Linked DNA regions of Mus musculus: regions 2, 3, 4, 5, 6 and 7 are each linked to region 1. A link is a contact called in public HiChIP or PLAC-seq and promoter capture Hi-C data. All regions are on one chromosome and are shown on one strand. Each heading gives the region's core, a stretch centred on a gene start, on an enhancer-like site or on the middle of the called end of the contact. The rest is flanking DNA. Distances are from core to core; before and after follow the strand shown.

Region 1 (4,065 bases), core at 613-3,112:
AAGTTTCTTATTTTTTAAGCTTGACAGAAACTCTACTTTGACAGTGCTTTTCCTTATTGTCTGCAGGGTCAAAGTGGTGTTTGAGGATGTAACGCCCTTGGCGCACTCGGGCCCTTCCTGAGGACAGACTGACATCATGGTTGTTGCTGTCAATCCTATTCAGGAAGAGAAAACTGAGGGAAAAGATACCTGAAGAGTGAGAGAAGGCTAGGACTAGGATTACTATAGCCCAGAGTCTGAAAGCAAGCCATTTGCTCAGAGAAGTCCAGGCCTTCTGTATTAGGGTTTCTCTTCTCTTCTCTTCTCTTCTCTTCTCTTCTCTTCTCTTCTCTTCTCTTCTCTTCTCTTCTCTTCTCTTCTCTTCTCTTCTCTTCTCTTCTCTTCTCTTCTCTTCTCTTCTCTTCTCTTCTCTTCTCTTCTCTTCTCTTCTCTTCTCTTCTCTTCTCTTCTCTCTCTTCTCTTCTCTTCTCTTCTTTTTTCTTTTCTTTTCTTTTTCTTCTCCTCCTCCTTCTTTTCTTTTTTCTTTTCTTTTTTTTTGAGACAGGGTTTCTCTGTATAGCCCTGGCTGTCCTGGAACTCACTCTGTAGACCAGGCTGGCCTCGAACTCAGAAATCCACCTGTCTCTGCCTCCCAAGTGCTGGGATTAAAGGCACCTGCCACCACTGCCTGGCTTGTACTAGGGTTTCTTTTGCTGTGATGAAATACTATGACCAAAAACAGATTGGGGAGAAAAAGGTTTATTTGGCTTACATTTCCACATATTAGTCCATCTTTGAAGAAAGTAAGAATAGAAACTCAAACAGGGTAGGAACCTGGAGGCAGGAGCTGATGCAGAGATCATAGAAGGTGTTGCTTCCTTATAGAACTCAAGACCACTAGCCCACAGATAGCCCCACCCACTGTGGGCTGACCTTCTCCATCAATCACTAATTAAGAAAACACCCTACAGGTTTGCCTACAGAAGGATCTTAAGGATGCATTTTCTCAATTGTGGCACCCTCCTCTCTGCTGACTCTAATGTCAAGTTGATATAAAATTAATCAGCACAGCTTCTAACATGGAGATGACCCAGACCAGCTCTCAGAGACCTCAATCTGATAGAAGGAACCTGCTCTTTGGGAGTGACGTTCAACCCTTAAGAGTTCCTATTCCAAGGTGTGAGATAGCCAGGCTCTCTGGAAAAGTTAATGTAATAATCTTGTAACAGTATAGCACTCTCAGGTTTACAAAGTAATAAATAAATGTACGCGCCGGCGGTGGGGAATCTTCAGGCTATACAAGCCTGCATGCAATCTCAGTGCTTGGAAGTGAAGGCAGGCAGGCCAGGAACACAAGTTTGTCTTTGCCTTGGATACACGGGGCATGTCTCAACAAAACAAAACAAGCCATCACCTCTGCCGTCAACAGCAACGACAAAACAAACAAACAAAAAAACAGAAAAACTAAGGATTTTCAGACAGTAATGAAAGAGCATTAATCCTAGTGCAAACAGTTTGTAAAACTGTTCTACTCAAACTACAGTTTTGTGCTCTTTTCTTAAACGTCTAGTAGGTTGACCCTTTGGTGAGTGCTTTCTTCCTGAGTCTTAACTGCGGCTTGTAGGAGGAGAAGGCTAACAGTATCACTTGATCAAAACTTCCAGCCCTATTAAGATGTGAGCTCAGAGCTTTCTAGAAAGCTCCCAGGTATCTGGTGACCATAGCAACTCAAGCCAAACTCTGCGGCAGCGAGCCCCGCCCACTGCCTTGGGACCGCGACTGTTGATTTGCTCCTCGGCTTAGCCAATGGCCAGAGAAGCGGGTTGTGTTCCGGGAGCTCAATGGGCACCGATGGGCGGGGAGGCGGGAAGAAAGCCGGGAAGGGCGAACCCGCACGGCCGGGCGGCTCCTGCGTGTTTCCGGCTCCGCTGCGGAAGGCTAGCGAGGGGAGCCGTTGGGCCCGCGCGAACCGTGGGGAGCGCGGGCATCGCAGAACGCGAGTGCGGAGCTCGGGGCGCAGCACGATGGGAGGGGAGCAGGAGGAGGAGCGCTTCGACGGCATGCTGCTGGCCATGGCGCAGCAGCACGAGGGCGGCGTGCAGGAGGTAAACGACGTGGCCCGCGCCGCAGCCCTTCTCCGCGGTCGGCCGAGACCTCCCCCACCCCGGCCGCGCGGGTCCCCGGGTCCCCGCGTCCCAGCTTCCGGTCTGCCCAGCCCGCGAGTGAAGTCTCGCTCCAACGCCGTCAGCGCCCTGCACTTAGCCCCCAAGAGCAGTTTTCGTTGTCCCAGAGTGACCCCAGAGCTTCCGCACCCACTCTGCGCTCCACGGGTGTTTCTGCTTTCATTTTAATGGTTACTGTGTAGAGCATCCCTAATGGTGGTTACTCTTTAGAGCATCTCTGGGCCGACTCTTCTCGATATGATCTGCATCTTACCCAAAGTGGAGCCTGCCTATCAATACTGTGTAGGGTAGTGAGAGCCCGGGGGGGCGGTTAGCACGTGGTCTCTTTATACTTGAAAGTATACTGACTGAGGAAGTGAGCCGGAGACCTGTAGGTTAAGCTCCCTCCTGGTTTATCCTCAGTTACCTCGTCTGTGAGGTGAAGCTTAGGAATATCAGTTCCTGTTGTTTTTTTTTCTTGAGTCAGGGTCTTGCTCTATATCCCTGGCTTACGCAGAACTTGCTATATAGACCAAGTGACTTCCAAATCAGGGTTATTCTTCCTCTGTCTTCAGAGTGCGGGAACTTGGATATGGGCCACCCTGCCTAGCACCTAAGTACTTGTCATTGTCGTGTACCAGACACATAATAAGACTGGGTCCTGGGGATGCAGACACGGAAGAGACTAGGCTTTGCATTTGGGGAATTTGTTGAGGGTTTCTTGCTTTAAAAAATTATTTGGAGCCGGGTGTTGCTTTAATCCCAGCACTCAGGAGCCAGAGGCAGGTGGATCTTTGAATTTGAGGCCAGCCTAGTCTACAGAATGGGTTCTAGTACAGCTTGGGCTACACGGAGAAGCCTTGTCTCAGAAAAAAAACAAAACCAAAGAAATTTATTATTATTATTATTATTATTATTATTATTAGTAGTAGTAGTAGTGTTTGTGACAGGACAGTTTTAAGGGGCCAGTTTATTCCTGCCACCAGTATCTGGGTTTTTAGGGTTGAGTTGCTAGGATTTTGAGGCAGTCAATTTTACCCAGTGATTCATCTTGCTGGTCAGGATAAGATGGTGCGTGACTGGAGTCCTAGCACTGGGGAGGAAGAGGCAGGAAAATTGCTACAAGTTAGAGGTTAGCCTGGTCTGTATAGCAACTTCTAAGCCAATCAGGGATATATAGTAAGACCCACAAATATAATAACCCCCAAATAACCCATAGGTGATGTTAAATGGCCAGACCTAGTTCACACAGTGGGTGTGTAGCAGATGAGCTGGTAGAGGTAGAAAACCCAGATATTACATTCTGTAAGCACCTGAGGGTCAGAGAGTGACAAGTTTACCCAAAGCCAGGCCCCCAAGTCCCCGAGGAGACGGGCTCCTGCCACCCGTCACTGGGGATGGCTTTCCATTCTGTCTTGGTCAGAGTGACCACTGCTGTGATGAAGCAGGAAGAGCAGCTTGATGAGAGGAAAGGCTTTATCTTACTCACAGGTTCACAGAACAGCTCATCATCAAAAGTAGTGGGGGGCCAGAGCTGGAGGCAGGAGCGGATGCAAAGGCCATAGAGGGGCATTGCTTACTGGCTTGCTCCGCCTTTCTAGAACCCAGGACCATCAGCCCAGGGATGGTACCGCCCCCAATAGGCTGGGTTCCATCCATCTCTCCTTAAGAAGCTGCTCTAGAGGCTTGCCCGCAGCCTGATCCAATGGAGGCAGTTTCTTAATTGGAGTTCCCTCCTCTCTGATGACTTTAACTTGTGTCAAGGCACATAAAACTGGTTGCCACACCTTCGAAGTCTTTTTCTCTAGGTGCCTGTGTTAACTGAGGGCTTCTAAACCCTTGAAGCGGGGGAGTCTTGTCTAATCTGCAAATGTGAACCTTGTCTGCGTGTTCCTAAACTGACACAATGTGAAAGTGTTTGGGA
Region 2 (4,065 bases), core at 506-3,005, 420 kb before region 1:
GCCTGGCACTGGTGAACTTTTTGGCCATCTTCTTCCTATCAGAATCAAAAAAGGCCTGACACTGAAACCAAGAGCCAATCAGTGCACCCTTTGGCAAGGCCCCCTGTACACCTGGCACTCCCCAAAAGCAATCCCTGGCACAGAGATCCCCAAGAGCAGGTGCTGTGCATTTTCCAGCTTTACAATGAGGCTGTTGACAGCTTTAATTAGGGAGGCATGAATTATGTGGCTATAATACAGAGCCCTACAATTAAGGCGGGAATGAGAGGCTGGAGGCAGCAAACGGAATCTGCCGGGCAAGCAGGGCTGTTGAGGCCTGGCTGACTTTCTCTTAAGATTGGAGTACAGTAGCGGTGATTAATGGGGCTGGTATCTTCCAGCCCCAGGACCTGTATTCTGGGAAAGGTGCACAGGGTGGGGTGGAGGATGGCTGCCTCGGGAGCCACTGTGGGCGTGGAAAGGAGAGGCAGATCCACTGTTGTCCAGAGGCAAAGGCTGAAAAATGCTTGATTTGAATTCGCAGATGTCTGCTTTCTGCTGCCATGGCTATTACAAACTAGCTTCAACCCTTGCCTCAGAAATTAAGATGGGACCTATTTTGTGCCTTCCGCCTGAGCACCAAACACCCTATTGCAGATGTTAGCCAGTTGTGTTATGGATGTCAAAAAGAATTTAAAATTTTCTTTTTGAGATACAAGGTTTGTGTGGTAACTGCAAACGAGAGAAGGTTTTGCTTTACTGCTGCAGTTGGCCCCCTCCATCGGGTGCACTCAGCTAGCTCTAGAAGGCCGGACTTTGGGCGGGGGTGGCCTGGAAGGGCCCCTCTGCCATCACACCTGTTCATCTACTTGTTTCCTAATCTTCCGGCGCTTCCCTTCAACCGCCTTTTCCTCACGCAACCGAGAGCAAGCCAGCTCGATGGTGTGTGAGGCGGGCTTTAGCCAGCTGTGGCATCTGCAAAGCCCAGGTTCCATGGCCTCTGCTGAGTGGGGGCAGCTGGGTAGCTGCAGCCCAGACCCAGAGAGCCGAGTGGGAGGGGCGTGCTCCCGGGCTGGGGCGCCGGCTTTTCTCCACCATTCTGTGACAGGGGCCAGAGGGGATTTAAGGAAGCTACCAGGCAGATGTTGGGGGGCTGTTTAACGTTGGGGAGGCGGCTCAGCAGTAGGTGCTGAAAGGACAGCTCCTACCTGCCCCGCTGTACCCGAAAGGCATCCCTGTGTGGAAAGTCTCCCCTCCCAGCCCACACCTCCACATCCCGTGGACTGCTTTCCAGGTGAGCACACCGAGGGACTCCCCAAGGTGGCAACTCAAAAGGATGCACGTCCGACTGCGCCAAGCTTAGCCTCCCGGCTCTCAGCCCACGGGAGCCCGTGGTCCCCGGGGCTGCGGCCGGCGCGCTTCCCGCCGCCTCTGGAGCTGGGCGGCGCGGCCAGGCCTCACAAACCCCTCTGCTGGGGCCCCGGCGGGAGCAGGAAGGAAAGCGGCCGAGATGTGCCCAGTGTCGCACGGCTTGGAGAAGTGGGTAGAAGGGTTGCATAAGGTGGAAGGAACTTGGTAGTTTGCAAAAGCCAGGTCTGGGCGGGAGCGGAACCCCAAGCCTGCCGCCTCGCGCGCCCCTCATTTATTACCTCCGACTCCGAGGCGCGCCCCCTCCCCCAAGGCGCGCCGCCGTCTCGAGCGCCCTCCCCCTGCACCCCCTCCTCACTCCAGAGGAGGTGAGTTTAAACCCCGCCCACGTGACCCCAACTGGGCCAATGAGCGGCGACGGGAGGTGAAATCCGGTTCTAACCGGTCCGGGGCTCCCAGCGCTATAAAAACTTTATAAACCCCCCGGAGCCCGAGCAGTGTGAGGAAGCAGCGAGGACGACCCCCGGACGGAGCAAACCCGCGCGCCGCTGTATCCCCGTGCTCAGCGCCGACGTCCCCTGCCGCCACCATGCCCAAAAGAAAGGTACGTGGCGCGAGCGCGCGGGCGCCCCGGGACCACCGCCAGCCTCGGGCTCGGGACTCGGCGGTAGGTCGGGCGCGGCGCGAGGTTCCAGCCCGAGTCCGGCTGCGGGGCGAATCGTGCGAGGCGCGCTGCCCGCGGGCGCCAGAAGCCATATTGGAGGCTCGGTGGCGGTAGCAGGAGGAGCCATGTTGGCAGCTGTTTATCCCGCTCCCTGTGGCCGCCCGCGCCCCCTCCCCCACCGGCAGCCCCCTCCCCTCCTCCCTTCCTCCCGCGGGCGAGCGAGCGAACGAGCGGGCGATTCAAACCCGAAAGGGCGGGAAGGCGGCGCTCGGCTGGGCGGGCGGGGGAGCGCGCTGCCGCCAAAACTGCGTCCGCGAGGGGCGGGCCCGCGGCGTGGCTCCGCCCTCCCCGGCCGCCCACGTTCCGGGCGCACGAGACGCGCGCCCCCGCCCACGGCTTCCCCGAGCTCCCGCCCTCGACGGCTGCCATGGCAACGGCGCCAGGCGCCGCCTCCGGAGAGGTTTGTTTGCACAATCTGCAGCTGTTAATGCCTGGCGCTGGTGGCTCCGAGCGCCTGTGGGGCCAGGCTCCAGCTTCTCCCGCGCTCTGCGGCCAGCCTGCCCGGTCTTCCGTGCGTCTCGGACTTTAGTTGGGCCTTATCCCCGTTAAGGCTTCTTATATAAAACTTGGGTGTATGCGTTTTTAGAATGGGGTCTGACGGTTGCTGTTAAGTTCCGGTTCTCTGAGATTTGCCTCCGAGGTTACAAGTTTTGGTCTTTTTATCATTTTGTAGGCTGAAGGGGATGCTAAAGGAGACAAAACCAAGGTGAAGGACGAGGTGAGTCTTATCCATTGAGGGCAACGCACAAAGCCTTGCGTAGTAGCTACCAAGGTTCTGTGGTAGTAAATGACCACGAATTGTCTCATTAACTTTTCTTTAATGTGAAGCTGACTAGTGAGGAGACCTGTGCTTATTCCTCTTACTTTCTTTTTTAATAGCCACAGAGAAGATCTGCGAGGTTGTCTGCTGTAAGTGTATGCGTCTATTTCCTGATCTTTACCTGATACTGGGAACCACTTGGGGGCGGATCTCTGTGATCCCGTTGCATTATATATGGTGGCTGTTGCACATCTAGAGGTGTTTGCTGTTGTCCCACGTTCTGATGCTTAAGACTAAAGTGAAAGATGGCTTTTACATTGTAAAAGAAAGGTGATCCTGAGAACTAGTTTTCTAAGCTGTGGTTTGATGGGTTGTTTCTTGGGTCTGTGGTACTAATGGTTTCCTCTTCTCCCTCCCCCACTTTTCCAAAATAAGAAACCTGCTCCTCCAAAGCCAGAGCCCAAACCTAAAAAGGCCCCTGCGAAGGTAAGCCAGCCTGAGACACCGCGGTGCTAATTCTAGACTAGGAATTTTCAGAGAACTGTCCTTCCCCACCCTAGCCTAATTCAACGTGAGATGACTCCTTTAGTGGATGCCCTATGCTATTCTGATTGATAGCCTTGTTCCTGAGAACTTGTCCTGTTAGTGTCCTTGGCAGCAGTTATAGAAAACTACAATTGACCTTTAAAAAAGCATTTTTAGCTGTCCTATAATTTGAACAACTCTGGAGGACTGCAAATTGTAATTTATTTTAGCTTAGTAGAGGGGATATAGACAAGCCCTCTTTGTAGAACTTTGTAGGTTATGTCACAGTAACATAAGATGTGCAAGCTAACAAACTCTTGTATCCATCCTTCCTTGGTTTTAGAAGGGAGAGAAGGTACCCAAGGGGAAGAAGGGGAAAGCTGACGCCGGGAAGGATGCGAATAATCCTGCAGAAAATGGAGATGCCAAAACAGACCAGGTAGAGTGGCTGTTCGTTTCTTGTCGGGTGTACCTGCACTTAGTGATAGCCAAACTTCTTGTTACCTGTTATATCTGTGTCACACTGCATTAGATGTGATTTTCCTCCTGCCTGAAATCCTCAGAGGTCTACCATAACCTAAAGCTTGTCCTGATAGGTCACTCATGCTGGTACCATAGAGTTTTAAAGCTGGGAGTGACCTTTGGTCTTCTCTAGTAGGGGGGTGGTTGGCAAGTGGTCTGTTCTTCAGGTGCATGCATGGGGTCTTTT
Region 3 (4,065 bases), core at 680-3,179, 420 kb after region 1:
AAACCCAGAGTTTGTAATCACAGTTAAAACTCAGACAAAGCCTGGGAAGTATGATGGGGACAACGAACCAACAGTGATGACTCAATAAAGAGTCCCTTAATCGTTTACTCTGGAAGATTTAAGACCTAAAGTTACTTCATTCTATATTCTAAAATCTAGAAGACCGTTCTCAAAGTCCAGCCAACTCAACTGCCTTTTTCTGGGCAAGCGGTGCCTCCCACATGGCCCGGGACAGTCCTTACAGCTCCCTGACAGGAAGCAGGCTTGCAAGTCCTTTCCTTCCTTCCTCTAGCTGCTGCTTTTCTGGTTTTAGAATTTCAAACAAAGAAAATACATATTGGCTCCACAGCTCAGAAACGCCCTCTTTCTCAGCAACTTCCTCCTCGGATTTCCCTCCCTAACACTGGCACATGAGAACAATACCCACAGCTGGACCTGCTATTTTGATTAACCCAAAGCTCTGGCGGTTTGGAAAACTTAAGGGCTAAGGTACCCAGCTACTCCTACTCAAAGTCCACTGCCTTTACTCATCTGCAAGATAAGGAAAGAACAAAGAAAGAAAGGCTACACTTGAACACAGGCAGGCCATTGAAACTTTAGCCCCAAGGAACCCAAAGAAATTATACAACAGATGGATAAATTCTCCCTCCCAATAAAATGTAGCCTTTGTACAGAGGAGAGAAAGACACTCTGATGACACCACCTGGAGTCAAAACTCATGTCTCTATACAACAAATATTGGTGACACCTGCCTGGGACTCAAACGGAATCCTCTGCTGTCCTGACACACTTCGAAGTGATTTTTAACACTCAGAAATGGCCCTTCCTTAGTCACAAAGCAAGAAAAGGAGATGGGCTTATAATTAATAATCCTGAGCTTAAGACCTAGCCTGTCTCCACACCAAAAGTGAAATCAACTCTCCAGGCTAGACCCCTCCCTCCATTTATGACAAAGCAAACTTTGTAAGAGAACACTAACTTATCCCTGCGCGCCCGGTGCTTCCCAGAGGAAACACCCTCACTTTGGTAAGTGCCACACGTTCCGGTGTCACCCTGAGCAAGTTACTTCTCTGAAACCTACTTGACTTCCTCACCAGTAAACTTACAAGGACAGCTGGAAAAACTAAACAAGCACTTATACCTAAGGTTTGGCACATAGTAGGACAACCATTAACATTTTCCTTGGCTTTCTTCCTCTTCAGTGCTGGGCTTAAACGCCAAGGGTAACCCCTGATCTCTGAATCTATGAACATTTCCTCATCTCAAAGGACCACAGGACTTAGCCCTTCCCTGTCACGATCTGGGTAGCACCCATGCATTGGTACCAGTGGCCCGTAAGCCAAGGCTCCTTTCTGTAGGGCTCATTCTGTGCACATGTGCGCGTGCTCACACACTCCTCCACAATGTCCCTACCCCCAGCCTAGCAGCCAGGGTCCCCAAAGAGCACCTCAATTACTTTATGGTCCAAATATGGAAACTGAGGCTCAGCCTGGAGATGAACTTGTCCAGGAGCTCGGGGAGTTGCTGAGACCCAATTCACAGGCTTCGGTGAAGTCTATTTACAAATGGTAAACTGAGGCCCGAAGACGGAAGTGACTTGCTCAAGAACACACAGTGGGTTGGTGGTAGGGCCACTTTCGCCGACCCTCCCTAGTCTCCGAAGGGCACTCTGGGTCACCACCACCCCTGAGGTGTCGCCACGGCGCTGACAACACACGAGCCGCACCAGCGACCGTCAGAGCAGACACCCGGTGCCACCGGACCCTTGCAGGGGTGGCCGGGCCGGCGCTCGCCTCTCACAGCCGGGCGCGCCCAGGGGGACTTGTTGCTCACCTGACCTCGCGCAGTCGCCCTCAGCGACATGAAGGGCTGGGCAGCCGGTCCGCGTCCCCACGGAGAACGCTCCAGCCTACTGCTTCGCGGGCTGCTACTCAGCCGGACGCCCCCCTCAGCGCGCTACGCCCCCAGCCGCACTCCACCGGCCTGAGTCCGCCATTACGCGATTTCCCCGCCCCGGGACGCAGCCACACCCCGCCAACCGTTCTGATTGGCTCCCTGCCCCACCCGCCCGGAGCCCCCAGCTATCCCATTGGTCTGAATCCAATGCCAATTAAATAAGTACGCAAAAGACGTATTCAAAGGTAGTGTCCCGGGAACTCCACCCGAGCGACTTCCGCAATCGGAGTAAACAGAGGCGAGGACAAACCAAGTGAAGTGGAGATGGGACTAAAGGTACATCGACGCCCAAGTTTAAGTACAAAAATATCTGCTAAGACAGGGAAAGACCTCGGCTAACATGTATTGAAACACGATTTATTTTTATTAGAGTCCAGAGAGCCAGCCTGTTTTTTGTGTAAAGAACAGGCCGAGCCTATGAACTTTCTGTAGACACCCCTCAAGTGGCAGATCGTTCTGTCCCTTCACGCCTTGTCCCAAGCGGGACCGAAAGTCGGGTGGGGGCGAGTGAGTCATAGGCTTCAGCTCACCCCAAAGGATAGGTATTCGGGTGAAGCTGGCATCCTGAGATTGGGAGCTAGTTCTGAGAGGCCACTGTCAGGTGAGCCAAACACCTGTCACTTCACTCTGCAACTTCGGACAACTGCTGCCTACCTAGTTCTCACTTTGTTCTACAAAATAGATGCAGTAGGCCCTGGCACGTCCCAGTCCATGAAGGTGGGCAGTTTGAGAATACACTCCCAAGTGACTTATAGAATACAAAATGCTGCGGCTGGGTGACAACGTGACGAGTCCGGCTTAGCACATTTAGTATACTAGAGCATCTCTGTAGAGCAGGTATTGGCCTCTTGTGGAAGAATGGATCTTAGGCAGGCTTTGTTACCGCCACGTCTGCCTCCCTCTTTGCTTCCTTTCAAAAAGGGTGCACGGTGTGAGGGCGGTGGGGTGGAGGTCACGACACGACACGGCTCAGTCAGTAAAGTGCTGCTTTGAAAGAATGAGGACCTGCGTTTGAGAACTCAGATTCCAAACAAAGCCTAACAGGCCCGATGATACTGACTTCGCAGCGCTGGGGAGGCAGAGACAGGCAGAGCTCTAGCTCACAGGCCCAGCCTAGCCTAGCCTGCTCCTCCAGACTGGGCCAATGAGAGAGCCAGTTACTAAAACCAAGGTAAAAGTTGCCTGAAGAACAGCACCTGAGGTGATTCTCTGGCCTGCACTGGTCCATCCTCACATACAACATACACGCACACATACAACACCCTGAATACTTGATACAGTTTTCCCGCAGCCACCCAGCTAGTTGGAAATGACCACAGAACTCAGACCTACACCACTTAGCATCTATTCCTGTATTTCTTACTCTGTGACATCTTGTCACCTGAAAATGGCTTTTTTTTTTCTCATCCCCTTAACAGGCCAGGATGGTCCTAAGGGTGCTGGGTGACTGTTTCTTTCACTCTGGTCACTGTAAAACCAGCTAGACCAATATTCTTGTGGAAAAGTGGCCAGGCAGTGGTGGCACACGCCTTTAATCCCAGCACTTGGGAGGCAGAGGCAGGCAGATTTTTGAGTTCGAGGCCAGCCTGGTCTACAGAGTGAGTTCCAGGATAGCCAAGGCTACAGAGAGAAACCCTGTCTCAAAAAACCAAAAAAAAAAAAAAAAAAAAAAAGAAGAAGAAAAGTGCCCCCAGAGATATGGTCAACTTGTTCCTAGCGTTCTAAAAGTGAAGAGAAAAGAGATGACCGGTCAATGAATAACCCAAACAGAAGCCAAACGAAAATTTCACTGGGGCCCTCAGTGAGGTGGCCGGATGCTGGATCTTTTTTATTTTTATTTTTATTTTTGGAACAGGGTCTCTCTATTATGTAGCTCTTGGCTGTTCTGGAATACTGTGTAGGCCAAGTTGGCCTGAAACTTCCAGGGATCTCCCTGCCTCTGCCTCTGCCTCTGCCTCTCTGCCTCTCTGCCTCTGCCTCTCTGCCTCTGCCTCTCTGCCTCTGGCCCTGCCCCTGCTTTCCCTGCCCCTGCTTTCCCAGGGCTGGGATTAGAGACATTTGCCAGCACACTGGACATCCCCAGGTCTTTGTTCAGGTCTGTCCACTCTT
Region 4 (4,065 bases), core at 555-3,054, 370 kb before region 1:
CTCAGGCAGTTTTGACTATCCTGGAACTTACTTTGTAGACCAGGCTGGCCGGCCTCAAGCTCACAGAAATCTGCCTGCCTCTCTGCCTCCAGAGTCCTGGAATTAAAGTCATAAAATTTGGATAATTTTTGAGACATGTTAAAGCTGCCTTTTAACTCCTTTTGTAGCCTAGACTAGCCACAAACCCAAGAGTGTCATGCCTCTGCCATGTAAGAGCTGGGATTACAGGCATACACTATCACATTGGGCTCCTGCATCTTTATGTGTGCAATTCTCTCTCTTGTTTAGAATGGTCTTTTTAAAGATTTACTTATTTATCTTATGTGTATGAGTACACTATAGGTGTCTTCAGACATACCAGAACAGGGCATCAGGTCCTGTTACAGATAGTTGTGAGCCACCATGTGGTTGCTGGGATTTGAACTTAGGACCTCTGGAAGAGCAGTCAGTGCTCTTAACCACTGAACCATCTCTCTAGCCCTAGAATGTTCTTTCTAAATGATCCACACATCCTTCAGCATTCACCCCTCAGCACACTGGCATAGGGATTAAAAGCCAACAAAGGCCACACCTCCCTATAAGCCTATTTCTTTCAAACCACCACAAATCCCAATAGAAAGCAATGTGTGTCTGCTAAGAACAACCTGATCCTGCACGTGGCAGTTCTGGAAAACTCCACCCGTGGAAATTCGTGGAAGTCCCCTGGGTAGCAGGAAACAGGATGATGCTATTGTTTATTAAAAGAAAGAACTGGATATAAGCTGGAATGCAGGTCAGTTGATAGTGTTATCTAGCATGCATGAAGCCCTGGGTTTGATCCCTTGCACTGACTCAAACTGGGCATGGTGGCACACACCGTGCAAAACACTTGGGTGGAGGAATAGAAACAGAATAATCAGAAGTTGAAGATCAGCTATGCCTGCAAGGCCAACCTGGGCTAAATAGGAGCTTGTCTGCAACAACAACAACTACAACGAACTTAGCCTACCATTGTATTTGACTTTGCTGTACCAAGGACTGAAAACAGAGTTTCACACACACTGGGTAAGTGCTCTACCACTGAGCTACATCCGCAGTATAACTTTGGACAAGTTATTTCTCTGAATCTAAACTTCCTTCTTACATAAGAGTGTCTACTCCTTAATTTGGTAAGGAACGCAGTTACCATGTATACAAAGGTACTCTGTAAGAACCCAGCTTAATCAGCCTCATTAAATTTTATCAACTTAATTTTTTTGTTCCATTTATTTTTATCGGGATTGGAGATGCAGCTACATGCAAATGAGGGTCAGACAACAATTTTCTGGAGTCTTATTTTTCTCCTTCTACATCTGCATGGACTCTGGGGATCAAACTCAGGGCCTAAGATTTGCACAGCAAACGCTTTATTCACTGATCCATCTCGCTGGTCCAAATATTACCCACTTTCAGGAACTGGGAATAAGAATACTTTTATTATCACTGATCTTTGATTTCACTAGGTAAGCAGGCTTTTAGGAAAGGTTGCTTTGTTGTTCAAGGCCTTGCTGCTTTAGGGAGGGATCAATTCTCATCTATTTAGATTACTGACTGAGGACACAGCAAGGAGGCTGGGTAACCGTACTCCAGTGCTCTCTCTGTCCAGAGTAAGATTCACAGTAGCTAGAGGAAATCACTGGTCAGCCGTCGCCATGACAACATCAGACCGTCCTCCGGTCCATCAACGGAAGGGGGCGGTGTCTGGAGAGTAGATCGCCTAGGTGGCCACGCGTGCCTGGGTCGCATGCAGCCCAGAGGAGTCCTCGGGTGCCAGGCAGGCACTGCTTCCTCTGTCCGCACGGGGGCGACGCAGAGCTGAGCTCCGCGCGTGCGTGGGAGCCAGTGACCGCACTGGGTCCTCTGGGCCCGAAACTGGAAGCTCCCACAGGCTCCCCTCCAAGCGTCTGATCTGACGTCGTCCACGACACACGACAGCCTCTCCCAGGACCGCCCAGCTCATGTACGGCTCTGACCCGACCATCACAGCCCTCACCGAGGCCGACACCAGACCCAAGCTTCCCAGGGACCAGCTTTGGCTATCGCCAGTCCCAGGAGGCCCAGGGAGCACGCGCACGCACGTGTGTGGGCGGGGCTTCAGGTTGGAACGCCCCCTCAGGGGCGGGGTCATAATCTGGGGAGCGCGCGGGGTGATGGGAGCAGTAGCCACGCGGAAGCCAAGCGAGCACGGGGCTGATTTACAGGGCACCACGTGGCTTGGTGGGTTTGGGTGCTCGATGCTGGCCCTAGGGTATCTCGGAAATGGGCTCCAGTCGTGCCATGTGTCGGAACGCGGCTTGGGGGAGGACATACAGGACAGTCCTGGGGCCCAGTCTGGGACTAGATCTAGGTCCTTGGTTTATAGAGTTAGTCGGAGGTCCTTGGTGTGTCATCCACGCTTTAACATTCCAGCCATTGCCCAGGCTTGTCACTTGGCGGCACCCTCCCGCCACTCACAGCAGGATATGCCCTTCTCAGAACCCAGCCAAACAGAGAGGCTCATGAGCGCTTCATCTTCAGTTTCAACAAGATTAGGTTGCCAGGCATGGTGGCTCATGCCTGTCATTCCTGGGGCGGGAAGGTCTTGGAGCCCAGCCCTGGCTACATAGTGAGTTCCTGGCTTTTTGAATACAAAGTGAGACCCTGTGTTAAAGAACTAAAACAAACAAAACCGAACAAGCATCCAAAACCTAAAACAAGCAAGCTAGACAGATAGAGGTGAGTTCTCCCGAGTCCGTTTGTGACTCCAGCAGTTTCCCTTACAGGGAGGGCTGGGGGACAGCCTCAGCAACTTAACACTGAATGCTATTGTTAACTGAAGTGCACCAGGGATAGGAGGGAGATGCATTTTCTTTCTGTTTTCTGGGGTTCAGCATAGACTGGACGTACCAATAAACCCTGCCTGCTCGCTCGTTCTCTCTCTCTCTCTCTCTCTCTCTCTCTCTCTCTCTCTCTCTCTCTCTCTCTCTCTCTCTCTCCCTCCCTCCCTTCCTCCCCCCCCCTTTTAATATGAGGCCCTGGCACAGCGAAAGTTAAAACATTTAAAATGTAATTCTAATTCATAAATCTTTTTAAAAATTAACCTTACAAAAACCAATTTAAGCCGGCCATAGTGACACAGGACTTTAATCTCAGGACTTGGGAGGCAGAGGCAAGCAGATCTCTGAGGTTGAAGCCAGCCTGGTCTACAGAGCACTCAGAGAAATCATGCCTTAAAAAAAAAAAAAGTGAGGCTATGCCAGTGCCTGGCAAATACAGAAGTGGATGCTCACAGTCATCTATAGGATGGAACACAGGGCCCCCAATGGAGGAGCTAGAGAAAGTACCCAAGGAGCTGAAGGGGTCTGCAACCCTATAGGTAGAACAACAATATGAACTAACCAGTACCCCCAGAGCTCGTGTCTCTAGCTGCATATGTAGCAGAAGATGGCCTAGTTGGCCACCATTGGGAAGAGAGGCCCCTTGGTCTTGCAAACTTTATATGCCCCAGTACAGGGGAACGCCAGGGCCAAGAAGTGGGAGTGGGTGGGTAGGGGAGCAGGGCCGGGGGTGGGGGTATAGGGACTTTTAGGATAGCATTTGAAATGTAAATGAAGAAAATATCTAATAAAAAATTTGAAAAAAAAAGAGAGAGAACTTTCAGGTTTTGTTTTGTTTTGAGACGGGATTTCTCACTGTGTAGACCAGGCTAGCCTTGAACTCAGATTCGCCTGCCTCTTTCTCCGAGCATTAGGATTAAAGACATGAACTGCCTTGTAGAACTAAAAGTCCTCATCCTTTTACTTTTTTTTTTCACACACAGTATTTTTGTGTTTACCGGCTTGAGAGATCCTACATATATAAATAAGAAGAGGTCACATGCCTATGGTTGACTCAATCTATACTGTCCTGTGTTTGTGTCAATACATAATAGATAGGATTGTTATTTAAAGAGTCGGTATTTCCAGAAAATGAACATTTACAATTCAGTTAGTCCACCAGTAATGAACTCTTAGTTTGGGCCTGTGCTTATAACAATATAACAGAACTACGTGATCACTGTCAACAGTT
Region 5 (4,065 bases), core at 831-3,330, 340 kb before region 1:
TGCATGTAAATGTGTGTTATATGTGCATGTGTCTGTGTACACGTCTGCATGCATATGTGCATGTCTGTGTGCATGTGAGTGTATGCATGTGTGCACATGTCTGTGTGCATGTGTCTGCATGTATGTATGCATGTGTCTGTGTGTATGTGAGTGTATGCATGTGTGCACATGTCTGTGTGCATGTGTCTGCATGTATGTATGCATGTGTCTGTGTGTATGTGAGTGTATGCATGTGTGCACATGTCTGTGTGCATGTGTCTGCATGTATGTATGCATGTGTCTGTGCATGTGAGTGTATGCATGTGTGCACATGTCTGTGTGCATGTGTCTGCATGTATGTATGCATGTGTCTGTGGTACCTGTGCATGAGGATGTCTGAACATGTGCATGTGAGTGACCATGTATGTCTAGGCTACAGGTTTATCTTTTTATTGTGTGAGTCTCTCTTTGAACCTGGAACTCACCTATTTGGCTTGCCTGGCTGACCAATGAGATCCTGTGTCAGTAGCCTCCGCAGTGAGATTATAAATGCTTACTGGGAAAACAGCATCTGTTTTTATTTCTTTTTTGATTTAATTTAATTTTTGATTTTTAGACAACATCTCTATTATGCAGTCCACACTGGCCTCAAAGTCACAATCCTCTGGCCTGAATCTCCTGGATTAAATTTATTTCTATTTATTCATTTATTTATTTACTTAGTTGGGTTTTTGGGGTTTGGGGGGTTTGTTTGTTTTGTTTTGATACAGGTTCTTACTGTGTAGCCCTGGCTGGCCTAGAATTGGCTAAGTAGCCCAAGCTAGCCCTGAACAGAGATCCTCCTGCCTCTGCCTCCCTACTGCTAGGATTAGAGGCGTGAGTGACTTCTCTCCACTTAAAAATGTACTGCATTAAAATGTCTTTATCGGGGAAGGTTGTCCCTGTGCACATTTGTGGAGGTCAAAGGACTGCTTATGAGTTGGTTCTCTTCCACCACATGGGGCCTGGGGATCAGACTCAGGGAAGGCAAGCTCTTTTACCCATTGAGTCCATCCACGGACCCACCCCACACTCTTTTAAACACCAGTGTGCTCCTGACCTGCTGTGTGACTTCGGATAAATAGCTTAGGGTGTCTACTAGGATGGGGTGGAGTCTCAAAAAAAAAATCACAAGCTGCCTGAAGGTGGAGGTCGGAGATACTCAACACGACCTGGCCGGCAAAGCCTGGGTTCCATGGCCATAACCAAGCAAGGAAACGTAACAAAAAATAAATTCCCTATCAATGACGCCTGTCTTCGCTGGAGGCTTTTAATAAACGAGCCAGCTTGTCTTTCACCTGAGAGTAAGTCTCACGACACCTGGGGCCTAAAATCTCCTTAAGAGCAGGCCAAATCTTACTGGAGAGAATCCTGATCCCACCAGAACTGGATTTTGCCTTCTTTCCAGGGACTCCTGCTCAAGTCAGACCACAATCTGGTCTGCCACGGAAGAGGCGCGGACCTGGCCTGAAACCAGCGCCCTCAAGTGATAGGGCACAACAGACTAGGAAGGAGAAAAAAAAATGCGTATTAGGAAATCACCCTGGGGGCGCTGTGGGTCCTGGCGCTGGCTGGCTTGGGACCCGGGGATCACATGGAGACCCCAAAGTGTGGGCTCCCGTGATGTGCACAAGCTTTCGGAAGGGGGCGATCCTAAGGGCTTGGAGAGCTGAGAGCCAGAGGGCACAAGGCCCAGGCTCCTTCCACGCCTCAGTCGGGATCAGGCCCAGGACGTCCCATGTAAATGTGGGGTGGCAGCCCCTCCCCCTGGAGGGAGAAGGCACATCTGGGTTAACATCCCAAAGGCTGCTAGGACAGGACAACGGAGGCCCCAGCGAGGTCTGCAAAGCGGCACAAAGCCCGGGAAAACGGAACCCGCGGAGCCTCCGGTGGGCAGGGCCGACAGTGGGCTGGGGTCTCTCGTGAAGGCAAGGCTGACTCCCGGCGCGTTGGGGGCGGGGGTCCGCGCCGGGAATGCCGCGCCGTGGGGGGACTGGGCGGGGCTACTCAGGCCCCGCCCCCGCGCAGGTAGCCAATGGGCGCGGCGGCGCCGGGTGACGGAGCGAGCCGAAGTGCGAGTGCCGCGGCGGCGGCGGACGGCCCATCCAGAGCGCGAGGGGCTCAGGGGCGTGCGGGGGTCTCGGTGTAGCAGCAGGGACCCCGTGGCCCAGAGGCAGCGCTGCCCGGGGCCGCCGGGAGGAGCGCGGGCGGTCCGGCAGCGGCGCGATGCCGCTCGCCCAGCTCAAGGAGCCCTGGCCGCTCATGGAGCTGGTGCCGCTGGACCCGGAGGTGAGTGAGAGGGGCGGGGGTTGGGGGGACAGGCGGCGGCGGCCGGCCAGCCCGGATCCGCACCGGGGCGGGGCGGGGGCGGCCCGCGGCGTCTCTGCAGCCCCGCGGGGACGTGAGTGCCCTCCGGTCTCTAGCTCACTGTCCGGCTCCACCCCCTTGTGCTCCGGGTGTGCGTGTGTAGGGGATGGTTCTGCTGGGCTCTCAGTACCTCCCTGCAGTAGCCAGGAGAGGAATCTCCACGGTGTGTTGAGATCTGACACCTAGGACCCATCCCGCTTATCATCTTTTAGTAGCTGTGGGAGTTGCCCCAATCAGTGCAGAAGGGAGAAAGGCTTGGGTCAGATGTCTAGGCTTCTACTAGAGACAAGGATCATGGGAATCCGGTTTCTCACCTTAACCTCTCCCCAAGACCTCTCTTCGTTCCTCCACTTCTGACCTTAGGAAGGTAGCCCTGCTGAATCCCAGGCAGTTATGGAACGTGGGACGATACCACCTCTGGAGTTGGAGCCTGCTTTCCTTTGCCCTAAAGCTAATGACACCGGGTCTTCCTACTTCAGATTATGCTGAAGAGTGGGGAAAGTCCTTAGATCTTGTGAAGACTGTCTCTGTAGAAGAGACTCTGCCTCCGTCTTCCTCTCTCCCTCCTTCCTTTCCTGTAGAAAAAGGCTGAGCCCTTGGGCAGTATGGCTTCTGCCACCTAGCCTTTCCCAGAAGCAACTCCTGTCTTTTTTGAGGGCTTTGTGGTCCAACCCTGAGCATGCAGGAGGCCACTTCTGTGCTGTCCTGTCACCCTGGGATCAAGGTCAAGTTTTGAACCAGCAACTTTAAAACTTTCCCTGCTCTCCTGCTGCGAAGGAGGCAGGTGAAACTCTGCCTTCCTTCACTGGAGCTGTTTTGGGGTACAGGAGGCTGGGGTACAGGAGACCTCACTTGATCCCAGAACCTAGATGCTTTTTCTCCTGGCTTGAACCCCTTTACCTATGCTTGGTACCTCAGGTCAGTCACTGTGAGCCCTGTCTCTCAGGACCACGGGCAGAGAGAGGATCCACAGTGAGATCCCCAAGTCTCCAGGCACTCAGGGCATGCTGCCCCTTTAAAGGGATGGGCTACACTGGCTATTGGAGGGTGGGCGCGGCTGGATTAGGTAACCAACCTGAAGGCGCAATTTGGAGTAAATTGTTCTGGGATCCTTGCCACGGGGGTTTTACAGGCCCTACACAGGCGCTCAGAGGCTGTCTGGCTGACTCACCCTCCTAGGTGAGGAGCACTGCTCTCTGCAGCCCCTGGTGCTCCCCCCACACTCCCCAGGACTGGGGCACAAGGCCCCAGGGAAGGCTCAGAGGTGTACTCCTTGGCTTGGGCACGCCCCTGCCACCTGGGCCTCCAGAGGAAGGGAGGCCTGACCTCGGTATGGCTAGGGAGGGACTCAGCCTAGGGACTCACAGCTTTACCCTAGCGCGGAGAGTAGAGTTCTAGGAGTGCTGGCCTCCTCCAGGGCAGCACTTCCTGCTTCCCTTTGGGAAATCCTGAGGCCAGAGGCAGCCTCATGGGGGCCAGGTTAAACCGGAAACATCTTAGTTTGAATACTGTTGCACCTGAATTCAGGCGAGGGGAGACTGTCACATTTCCTGGGATGGGGGAGAGGAGTTTTTTCATTGAGTTTCACTTCAGAAATGTTGTGTGGCCCTAAGTCCATCTTCAAGCTGTCTGGGCCTCTCCTTCCAGCACCACAGATGAGTTTCTAGCTCTACTTCCTGG
Region 6 (4,065 bases), core at 475-2,974, 330 kb after region 1:
TGGTCAAGGAGGGCAACTGAAGCCACACCTCCTCAGCTCTGGAGGGGGGTCACCCTGAGTTCCCAGAACCGGTGGGGAGGGAAGCTGCCCTTTTCTGACTGCTTTCGATGTGTCAGATGCTTAATGGGCCTTCCACAGACTCAGAAGCCCTTGTGGCACTGGGAGGCAAGAATCCATCCAACCCACCTGCCAGGTGTCAAAACGCACTGGGAGAGAACTCGGAGGACTGAGGTCATGGGGCCTGCGTGTCAGTGCCCGTGCCTCAAGCTGCCTCTCCCTCTACAGCTGCCCTGTCCCCATTCCCCGGGGAGGACCCTACCTGTGGTACTTGGCTTCGGTTCCTCTGTGGAATGATGATGGGAAGCTGAGGAGACAGGGCATCCACAATAAACCCCCTCTCCTTGCTATCAGGAAACCCAATCCCGAGCCTGGGCCAGTAGCTGGACCCACTTCCGATCACACCCCTGCCCCATTTAAGGCTGGTCAGCCCGTCTCCGCCCCTAGCTGTGCTCTATCTACAAGACTGGTCTCTAATGTCACTTGCTTCAGGAAGACCCCGCCACTCCAAAGACCTCCTCAGCAGAGGGTGCTAGCTCCCACAAGCTCCTGGGCATGCTGGACCAAATTATAGGCTAAGATACCAGCCAGGGCATATACATCGAACGGTTCCTGGCCGAGAAGCCAACAGTTCGTGGGTGCAGTCTACTTCCTGAGAGATTGTGGCTGGGGACACCTCACTCTCCTCCCTTAGCTTACCTGGGCATGACTCTGAGTGGTTATAGATTGAGCAACCCTCCTTGACCACTTCAGCTTGGGCCACACAGTGTCCTGGTGGGAGAAGAAACAGAGAAGAGGTTTGGAGAGAAAGTTGAGAGTGGTGGTGCCATATAGACAAGAGGATGTTCCCAAGGAGGGCTCAACTACATACCTGGCTCCTCTGGCCCACATTGCTGCCAGACACAAATGGAGAAGTTGTGGGCTCTGTCCACACAGTGTTCACAGTGTCCCAGGTGTTTGCAGCCCCCTTGGGTAGTAGGCCAAACGTTCAGGCGGAGCAGGGCTCCCCGACCAAAGCCACGAGCTCCTTTACCTGGGTGTCGGGGGGTGCAAATGGGCAGAAAGCGGCAGAAAGCCAGGTGCCAAGCTGCAATACATCTCCCACTACAGCGACTCACACCTCCGCACAGGTCTGGAGCTCCCCCCAGCCCTGCTTAAACTCACCGAGCTGCCCTCCCCCAACCTCTTTCCATACACACTCCTGAAGTTCCTCCTCCACACTCAGCTAAGTCTCCTAGTCCCCCACACTTGGAACCTCTAAATAGGCACTAAGGTCTCAACACACCCCTGGAGTCCTGCAGAGGTCGAAAACGTTCCCTCTCACAAGCCTACTGTGCTGGAAGAAGAAGCTAAAGTGAGCTACACCTTCACCTGCCTGGGCCCCTGGTCAGATCCTGCTCAGCATTACCAGCTAGAACCAGCTGGGCACACAGGAGAAGGCAACAACAACCGCCGCAGAGAGCAGCACGCAAGGCGCGGGGTCCGGGTGCGGCCATGAGCGCGGGGGCCGGGACTGGGGGTCGGCGGACAGCTGGTGTGGCGCGTCCTTTCTTGACTACACTCGCCCGGCTAGCCAGAGCCAAACCTGGGCAGCGGGGGCGTGGCCAGGCTGGAGCGTGGTTGCCTTGTGGGCGTGGCTAGAGGCCGAGACCTCTGGGAGGGTCCAGGTAGAGCCCCGCTCTGCTGTGCGATTTAAGGCGGGGCCTGAACAAAAGGGATGGGTTTAAGACTCATGTCACCTGGTCCCTGAGGGGCAGCTTCAAGGCGGGAGGATCTCTGTGAGAACAGGCCTTGTCAACATAGCTACTATGTTTTGGTGAGTTTTTAGGGAATCACTTGTGTAGCTCTGGCTGTCCCGGAACTCATTATTGTAGAGCAGAGCTGAGATTAAAGGCCTATGCCATCACCTAACTCGACCTATGGGCCGGGACCCCCCTTAGGTGAGCCTCTATTTCAAAAACATTATTTACATTATGATTCACGACAGTAGCAAAATTACAAAATAATTTTATGGTTGGGAGGTCACCACAAGATGCATTAAAGGGTCCCAGCGTTAAGGAGGTTGAGAGCCCACTTTAAACCCTAAAGACTTTTTTTTTTTTTTTTTTTTTTTTTGGTTAGGATTTATTTGTTCATTTTATGTATATGAGTACACTGTAGCTGCCTTGAGACACACCAGAAGAGGGCATCAGATCCCATTACAGATGGTTGTGAGCCACCATGTGAGTGCTGGGAATTGAACTCAGGAGCTCTGGGAGAGCAGCCAGTGCTCTAACCTCTGAGCCATCTCTCCAAGATGAGAGATGTTTTTAACCCTGTCTCACAGGTGAGGCGAGTGAGCAGTCTGAACCCACAGTGGTAAATTTGGAACTCCATTCTGGCTACACCTGTGGCTGGCTATTCCCAGCTGTGGGGACACCATACCCTGTCCTGCCTTCCAGCTCATCACATCCCTGGGTCCTAAGTGGTGCCATTACTAGATCACTGAGCCTTTGGGGGATCTGCCTCCTGGTCACTCTCCTGTCCTGGCACAGCCGATTCTCAGTCCCTTTTCAGATATCTCCCTTTCCTCTGCCAACTTCTTAATCAGGTGTGGCCCTCTTAGCCCTGAGCCTTAGTCTGCCCTCTCCTGCAATCATCTTGGCTATTCTTCTGCTGTCAGGTCCCACTTAAAAGCCATTGAGTAAGGCGAGGGATGTGGTTCATTTGGTAGGATGCTTGGCTGGAGTGCCTAGCCCAGGCTTCATCCCTAGCACTAACCAGCCTGGTAGCTTGTGCAGTCCCAGCGCTTGGGTGGTAGAAACAGAAGACTTAGAAGTTCAAGGTTGATCTTTGCTACAGAGAGAGTTAGAGCCAACCTAGGCTAAAGAACCCTTGCCTTAAAACCGGGGAGGTGGGGGAAAGGTGTTAACCTGGCAGAGTGACACATTCCTTTAATCCCAGCACTCCAGAGACAGAGATAGTCAGATCTCTGTGAATTTTGGGGACAGCCTGATCTACACAGGAAGTTCCAGGATAGCCAGGATGACAGCGAGACCATGCCTCAAAACAACAAGGAGGTGTGTGTGTGGGGTGAGGGGGAGCTGGAGAGATTGCATAGTAATGAGAAGCACTGGCTGCTCTTCCAAATCTACGTTTGATTCTAGGTCCACAGGGTGGCCACAAATACCTGTAACTCTAGTTCCAGGGGATCCAGCATGACCCTCTGGTCTCCACAGACACCAGGCATGAAAGCGGTACACAGACATATATTCAGGCAAAATATCCACTCATATACATTAAAATAATAATATTATTATTATTACCAAAGGAGCAGATATCTGTCACCCAGTACTTGGGAGGCTGGGGCAGGAGGGTTGTAGATTTTAAGCCAACTTGGGCTACATCAATGAGACCCTGTCCCGCACCTTTCCAAACAAGGGCTGGAGATATAGCTCAGCAATAAAGCACTTGCTTAGCATTGCATGGCCCTGAATTTGAACCTCATAGCAACAACAGTAGCCAAGAAATCTCTAAATCTCCACCTCCACACCAGTCCCGGCTACCGCAGCTACCACACCCATAACTGAAAATCAGCACCCCTCCCACTTTTAATTAAAAAGTAAAATTTTACTTTGTTATAGGGATACAAGTGTTAAGTCTGCATTTATGTCTATGCACCATGTATGCACCTGGTGCCCTCAGAGGCCAGAAGAGGGTACTGGGTCCCCTGGAAGTGGAGTTATGGAAGATTAGCTGGACATGGTAGCACACGCCTTCAATCCAAACATGTGAGAAGGACACAGATCTCTATCTCTGCGGCCAGCCTGGTCTCCATAGAAAGTTCCAAGACAGCTACATAGAGAAATCTGTCTCAAAACAGCAGCAAAAAAATTTATAAAGGGGGTGTGAAAAAAAGGGGGGTGTGAGCCTTTGTGTGGGTGTTGGGGATCAATTCTGACTCCTTGGGAAGAGTAACCATTGCTCTTAATCACAGAGTCAACTCTCCAGCCCCCATAACCCCCTCCT
Region 7 (4,065 bases), core at 878-3,377, 310 kb after region 1:
AGATCAGGGAGCTCTGCCTGGGAACAGAGGAGCACGTTGTTGGTCATGCTGAAGCTCTCACGCACGCCGAGGTGGTAGAACAAGGAAGGCTGTGCCAGGGAGCTGCTCACCTCCAGCACCACTACATCTGTGGACACAGAAGTGTAGGCCTGAGCGTGGAAGCCCACCTCAGTGGCAAAGGAGCCTGGAGATGCATGCCACGTCAAGTGCCTTGCCTGCACCTCATGCCAAAGTCGGTGCTGCTCTCGAGAGCTTCCCGGGGTTTTCACAGTACTCTTATTGGTGGTGTTACAGGAGATGCCCAGGGACCTTCATCCCACTGAGCACTTCCAGGTTATGTAGGAGACAGGAACTTTGCAAAAAGAAGTCCCATTCTCTCTCTCTTTCTCTGTCTCTCTCTCTCTCCTCTCTCTCTTGTTTTATTTATATGTATGTGTGTGTTGGTGTGAGTGTATGATAGAAAGCGGCATCAGGATCCTCTGGAGATAAAGTTACAGGTGGTTGTGAGCATGCACACCCCGTGTGCATGCTGGGAACCTCGGGTCCTCGGGAAGAGCAGCAAGTGCTCTTAACCTCAGCGCCATCTCTCCAGTCTTGAAGCCAGGGTCCTGAGGGTGATCTGCATCATCGTGTGTGAAGACAACGTCGTGCTTTTATGTGTGTTTGTGTAGCTTACTGTATCCAGCCATCTTTAAGTGACAATGTCCGCAAGGGAGGGACTGTATGAGTCAACGCAGATGATTCCACTTTATCTGTGGTCTGACCGGGTCAGCCTTCATTTTTAAGCTACAATTTAGCAGATGTCCAGGATACAAGGCTCTCTGACTCGGAGATAAACAAATAGGGATGAGGTGGAGCATCCGGTAGGTGGGAAAGAGAGGAATAGCTATCTTCCGACCTCACCCTTGGACTCCCTGTATCTCCTCTAGACCCACCCCTGCCCCACCCATTTTCTTTCGACTCCTAGTCTCCAAATACAATCCCTTTCTCCTATAATCCAGTCCCGAAGAGTTGCCTCAGTACTTCCTTTCCCGCCCCTTTAGTCCCATGTGGGATGTAGTATGCTAGGACTTATCAACCCCAATCCTGCAGAGATGGCCCCTTGCCATAGACCGAACTTCCGTCTCAGGCCTGATTCACCCTCAAAAGTCCAACGTGAGATCATCCTGAAAAAGAGTTCTCCCGCTTACGCAGGGAAGCGCAGCTCTGCCCCTCCCTCAGCCCCGCCCCTCCCCAGCCCCGCCCTTAGAGTTCGCCTGCTCCGCCCCACCTGCTTGGCACCACGCTCACCGAAAGATACTTAAACTCCGGAGCCAGGCCTGAATCCCCAGATCCAGCCTCAAGCCCATCACATCCATAATCCACTAAATGCCCTGTCGTTACTGCCTTGTCTCAAGTTCGGCTTTAGTTTACCGTAAATTCCCTAGACCTGGTACCCACACCCGCCCCGTCAGGGTTCTAAAGCTCCGCCCCTTGCCCCGCCCAGACTCAAGCCCCGCCCCGAGACGCTCACCCGCGTTGTAGAAGGAGTCCAGCGCAGCGGTGTCGCCTAGCGCCAGCGTCGCAAAGGGTAGGCTGCGTAGCTGCGGGGGTGGCCGTGTGCCCTGGAGCTGAGCGCAGGCCTCGCGCAGGCATCGCAACGGCAGCGGCTCTGCCTCGGTTCCCGACCCGGGCTCCACCCCGAGCCCCGGCTCCCGGGTCAGCACGTAGACCACACTGAGAGGCCGGCTCCGCGCGCAGCCCCGACCCGTGACCGCAGGAGACGAGCGGCCCCGGCTCAGCGCCTCCGCCAGCGGGTCCTGCCAGCAGCTGCCCGCCCGTTCTAGAACCCCGGCCCCAGGACATGGCCCCGCCATGCGGGGGCGCTCAAGCGCGGGGCCCCGGGCGCGGGGAACCCGGGACAGGGCACGAGGCTGAAGGTGTGGATCCAGTCGGGATCCGGAGATGGGCTGGACGTCCTGTTCCGGAACTCTTAAGTCCAGAAAGACTTCTTTGCTCAATCTTTCACGGTCCTTACAGATCTGCAATCCAGGACTGGGTTCTGGGAATCTGGGGTACCCAGTAATCCTCGGCTCACAGGTCACAGAAGAGTCCTGGGAAGTCAACCGGCAGCGTGCTACACCCAGACTTCTCAAGGGAGCGCTGGCAGTCACTCTGTCCTGCCCTCACATGTAGGCTGGGCCCAGCCCTTTCCCGACTGGGAAAGGCTCCACCCTCGGCCCTGGGGCAATGAGGCTCCCCAGCGGCTCTCCCTCCCTCCTCTCCGGCTAGAACCTCTGACACTGTCCACTTCCGGAACAGCCTGTGCCCCTATTCGGGCCAAACACTGTTGACTGCTTACTGCAAGCGCTCGTAAGACGTGTGCCCAGCCCAGGGATAGGAAACAGGACAGCCCCGCCCTGCAGGGACCTGGTAAATGAATGGACACTGGGCGGGGGAAGGACGGGGGAGCAAAACATTGTGTAGGCGGCACATGTAATGTTCCTGCTGGTAGGGGTCAGAATGTTGACAAGCGCTTTCCTCAGAGCCTCTCTTGCAGTGAAACCTTGTGGACCTTATTGGTCCACCCGAAACTTGACCATGGAGCTGAAAAGCACTTCTACGGTAAACTTCCTATCTACCCTTTGAAGGAACTCCAGAAGTCTCCGCTTTTTGGGTTACAAGGTTATCCCGGCTTCAAATTCACCAAGAAGCTTTAACATCATAGTATGAATCTAAGTTGCTATAAACCTTAGAGGGCCCTGAACTTAGAAATGAGACTTTGAGACTCTGAGGTTAGGGCCATGTTTCATAATCGTTTATTATGGTAGGGCTTGGGCATGAGAGACAGCACAGCTGTAAAGACCACTTGCTGCTCTTTCAGAGGGCCCTGGTTTGGTTCCCAGCACCCACATGGTGGCTCACCATCATCTGTAACTGTAGGCCCAGGGGAGTCCTGGCACTCTCCTGACCTGCATAGGCGCCCAGCACATACATGGTGCACATATATAATTACAGGCAAAAGATGCACATGAAATAAAACTAAAACTTTATAAAAATAATATGTTGGGGCTTTGGACAAATGGACCTTTCAACAAACGGTAGGAAGCCTCTGTTTCACAGCCTTCTTGTCTCATGGAAGGAAAAAAATATATCTTCCTAGGTTTGAACCAATGGGATAGACGAGCAATAGAAAGGGAGAATGTGGCCCATTACAGAGGTTTGGGTAGAAAACACACTTACAAGAAACAAATGGGAACCAAGTGGTGGTGGCACATGTCTTTAAGCCCAGCACTCAGGAGGCAGAGGCAGGTGAATCTCTGAGTTCAAGGCCAACCTGGTCTACAGAGTTTCCAGGACAGCCAGGGCTGCTGAGTGAAACCCTGTCTCATAAAATCAACCAACCAACCAAACAGCAAACAAAGAGTGAGAGAAAGCTGTCCTCAGATGCATCCACTTTGGGCTTGGGGGCCCAGGAGGATTGCGAGTGGGTGGTTGAATCTCTCACCTCACTGCCCCCTAGCATTTCTTGCATCCTTCTAGGATCTGAAGCCCGGAGAAGTCCTACCCATTCGTCTTCCTGATTAGAAGTTCTTCCTTGAATGGAACTGAAGCTTGTGTCCCTGCCCTGTTTTCTATAGGTTTTCTCCTGAGTAAGAAAAGATTTGTAAAGTGTTACAAAGTGGCCCTGCAAGCAGAGGCAGTTGGCAGTGAGGTGGCCAAGGGATGGAAGCTGTAAGGAGTGACGATACCGACAATCGAGTGCTCTAGCAAAGCATTATGTGTAATCCCACAGTAGGGGTGACCCATGCCTTTTTCTGAGGTCCAGTCAATGCCATACATGTGGGCAGTGGTCTCAGATGCAGCATAATGCCCCTTGAGATTGGTTCAGTTGCAGGATCCGTACAACCCAGCACCAGGGACAGTTACTGCACAGTTGTCCCATCTTGAATAAGGCTCTGCACCATCAGTGGTAGAAGTCTTTCCACTGGGCTGGAGAGGTGGATCAGCAGTTAAGGGCACTGACTGCTCTCCTGAAGGTCCTGAGTTCAAATCCCAGCAACCACATGGTGACTCACAACCACC

Evidence for each region. Promoter capture Hi-C pulls out the DNA fragments that hold promoters and counts their contacts. HiChIP or PLAC-seq counts read pairs in DNA pulled down with a chosen protein or histone mark. Capture Hi-C pulls out chosen DNA fragments and counts their contacts.
Region 2: a contact with region 1 is called in a promoter capture Hi-C map of pre-B cells, with 2.6 times the contacts expected there. The contact joins the promoter of Hmgn2 here to the promoter of Nudc in region 1. A contact is called at or near these places in 5 of 39 promoter capture datasets (the C10 cell line, cranial neural crest, erythroid cells and 2 more) and 3 of 115 datasets of contacts at active chromatin or transcription factors (extraembryonic endoderm stem cells, large pre-B cells and memory CD8 T cells).
Region 3: a contact with region 1 is called in an H3K4me3 HiChIP or PLAC-seq map of embryonic limb bud, with 4 times the contacts expected there. The contact joins the promoter of Wasf2 here to the promoter of Nudc in region 1. A contact is called at or near these places in 2 of 115 datasets of contacts at active chromatin or transcription factors (embryonic limb bud and pancreatic cancer cells).
Region 4: an H3K27ac HiChIP or PLAC-seq map of microglia shows a contact between it and region 1, with 7 times the contacts expected there. The contact joins the enhancer-like site here to the promoter of Nudc in region 1. A contact is called at or near these places in 3 of 39 promoter capture datasets (the HPC-7 cell line, fetal liver and hippocampal neurons), 6 of 115 datasets of contacts at active chromatin or transcription factors (the 230-238 cell line, T-cell acute lymphoblastic leukemia, astrocytes and 3 more) and 1 of 9 other capture datasets (liver).
Region 5: a promoter capture Hi-C map of liver shows a contact between it and region 1. The contact joins the promoter of Rps6ka1 here to the promoter of Nudc in region 1. A contact is called at or near these places in 11 of 39 promoter capture datasets (the C10 cell line, the SN4741 cell line, cranial neural crest and 7 more), 1 of 15 datasets of contacts at CTCF or cohesin (large pre-B cells), 1 of 484 Hi-C or Micro-C datasets (B cells), 13 of 115 datasets of contacts at active chromatin or transcription factors (the 230-238 cell line, the HPC-7 cell line, astrocytes and 9 more) and 4 of 9 other capture datasets (adipose tissue, liver, macrophages and 1 more).
Region 6: a contact with region 1 is called in a promoter capture Hi-C map of the SN4741 cell line, with 2.4 times the contacts expected there. The contact joins the promoter of Cd164l2 here to the promoter of Nudc in region 1. A contact is called at or near these places in 4 of 39 promoter capture datasets (the SN4741 cell line, liver and stem cell-derived epiblast-like cells), 2 of 115 datasets of contacts at active chromatin or transcription factors (large pre-B cells and pancreatic cancer cells) and 2 of 9 other capture datasets (adipose tissue and liver).
Region 7: a promoter capture Hi-C map of liver shows a contact between it and region 1, with 2.5 times the contacts expected there. The contact joins the promoter of Map3k6 here to the promoter of Nudc in region 1. A contact is called at or near these places in 4 of 39 promoter capture datasets (embryonic stem cells, liver and stem cell-derived epiblast-like cells) and 1 of 115 datasets of contacts at active chromatin or transcription factors (bone marrow-derived macrophages).

What each region holds. Positions count from the first base shown.
Region 1 is chr4:133,543,824-133,547,888 of GRCm38.p6, reverse strand. It overlaps Nudc (nudC nuclear distribution protein), which reads left to right and starts at 1,862. Exons shown (of 8, transcript NM_010948.3): 1 at 1,862-2,084. The coding sequence starts at 2,004.
Region 2 is chr4:133,965,681-133,969,745 of GRCm38.p6, reverse strand. Hmgn2 (high mobility group nucleosomal binding domain 2) reads left to right here and starts at 1,755. Exons shown (of 6, transcript NM_016957.3): 1 at 1,755-1,951; 2 at 2,745-2,789; 3 at 2,951-2,980; 4 at 3,267-3,317; 5 at 3,700-3,795. The coding sequence starts at 1,937. It overlaps Dhdds (dehydrodolichyl diphosphate synthase), which reads left to right. Exons shown (of 9, transcript NM_001362959.1): 9 at 1-718.
Region 3 is chr4:133,128,497-133,132,561 of GRCm38.p6, reverse strand. Wasf2 (WAS protein family, member 2) reads right to left here and starts at 1,929. Exons shown (of 9, transcript NM_153423.6): 1 at 1,834-1,929.
Region 4 is chr4:133,908,815-133,912,879 of GRCm38.p6, reverse strand. No RefSeq gene overlaps it. Among named protein-coding and RNA genes, the nearest start is that of Rps6ka1, 23 kb to the right of the region's middle. Within about 2 kb of position 1,804, at least 347 of the 459 cell types and tissues checked have an H3K27ac peak or open chromatin away from gene starts, as enhancers often do. A contact at or near this core is called in the 230-238 cell line, the HPC-7 cell line, T-cell acute lymphoblastic leukemia and 6 more, where this site is marked.
Region 5 is chr4:133,885,812-133,889,876 of GRCm38.p6, reverse strand. It overlaps Rps6ka1 (ribosomal protein S6 kinase polypeptide 1), which reads left to right and starts at 2,080. Exons shown (of 22, transcript NM_009097.5): 1 at 2,080-2,307. The coding sequence starts at 2,245.
Region 6 is chr4:133,218,468-133,222,532 of GRCm38.p6, reverse strand. It overlaps Cd164l2 (CD164 sialomucin-like 2), which reads right to left and starts at 1,724. Exons shown (of 6, transcript NM_027152.1): 1 at 1,466-1,724; 2 at 929-1,090; 3 at 757-828; 4 at 320-364. The coding sequence starts at 1,553.
Region 7 is chr4:133,238,880-133,242,944 of GRCm38.p6, reverse strand. Map3k6 (mitogen-activated protein kinase kinase kinase 6) reads right to left here and starts at 2,127. Exons shown (of 29, transcript NM_016693.5): 1 at 1,514-2,127; 2 at 1-127. The coding sequence starts at 1,856. It also overlaps the pseudogene Fcnc-ps.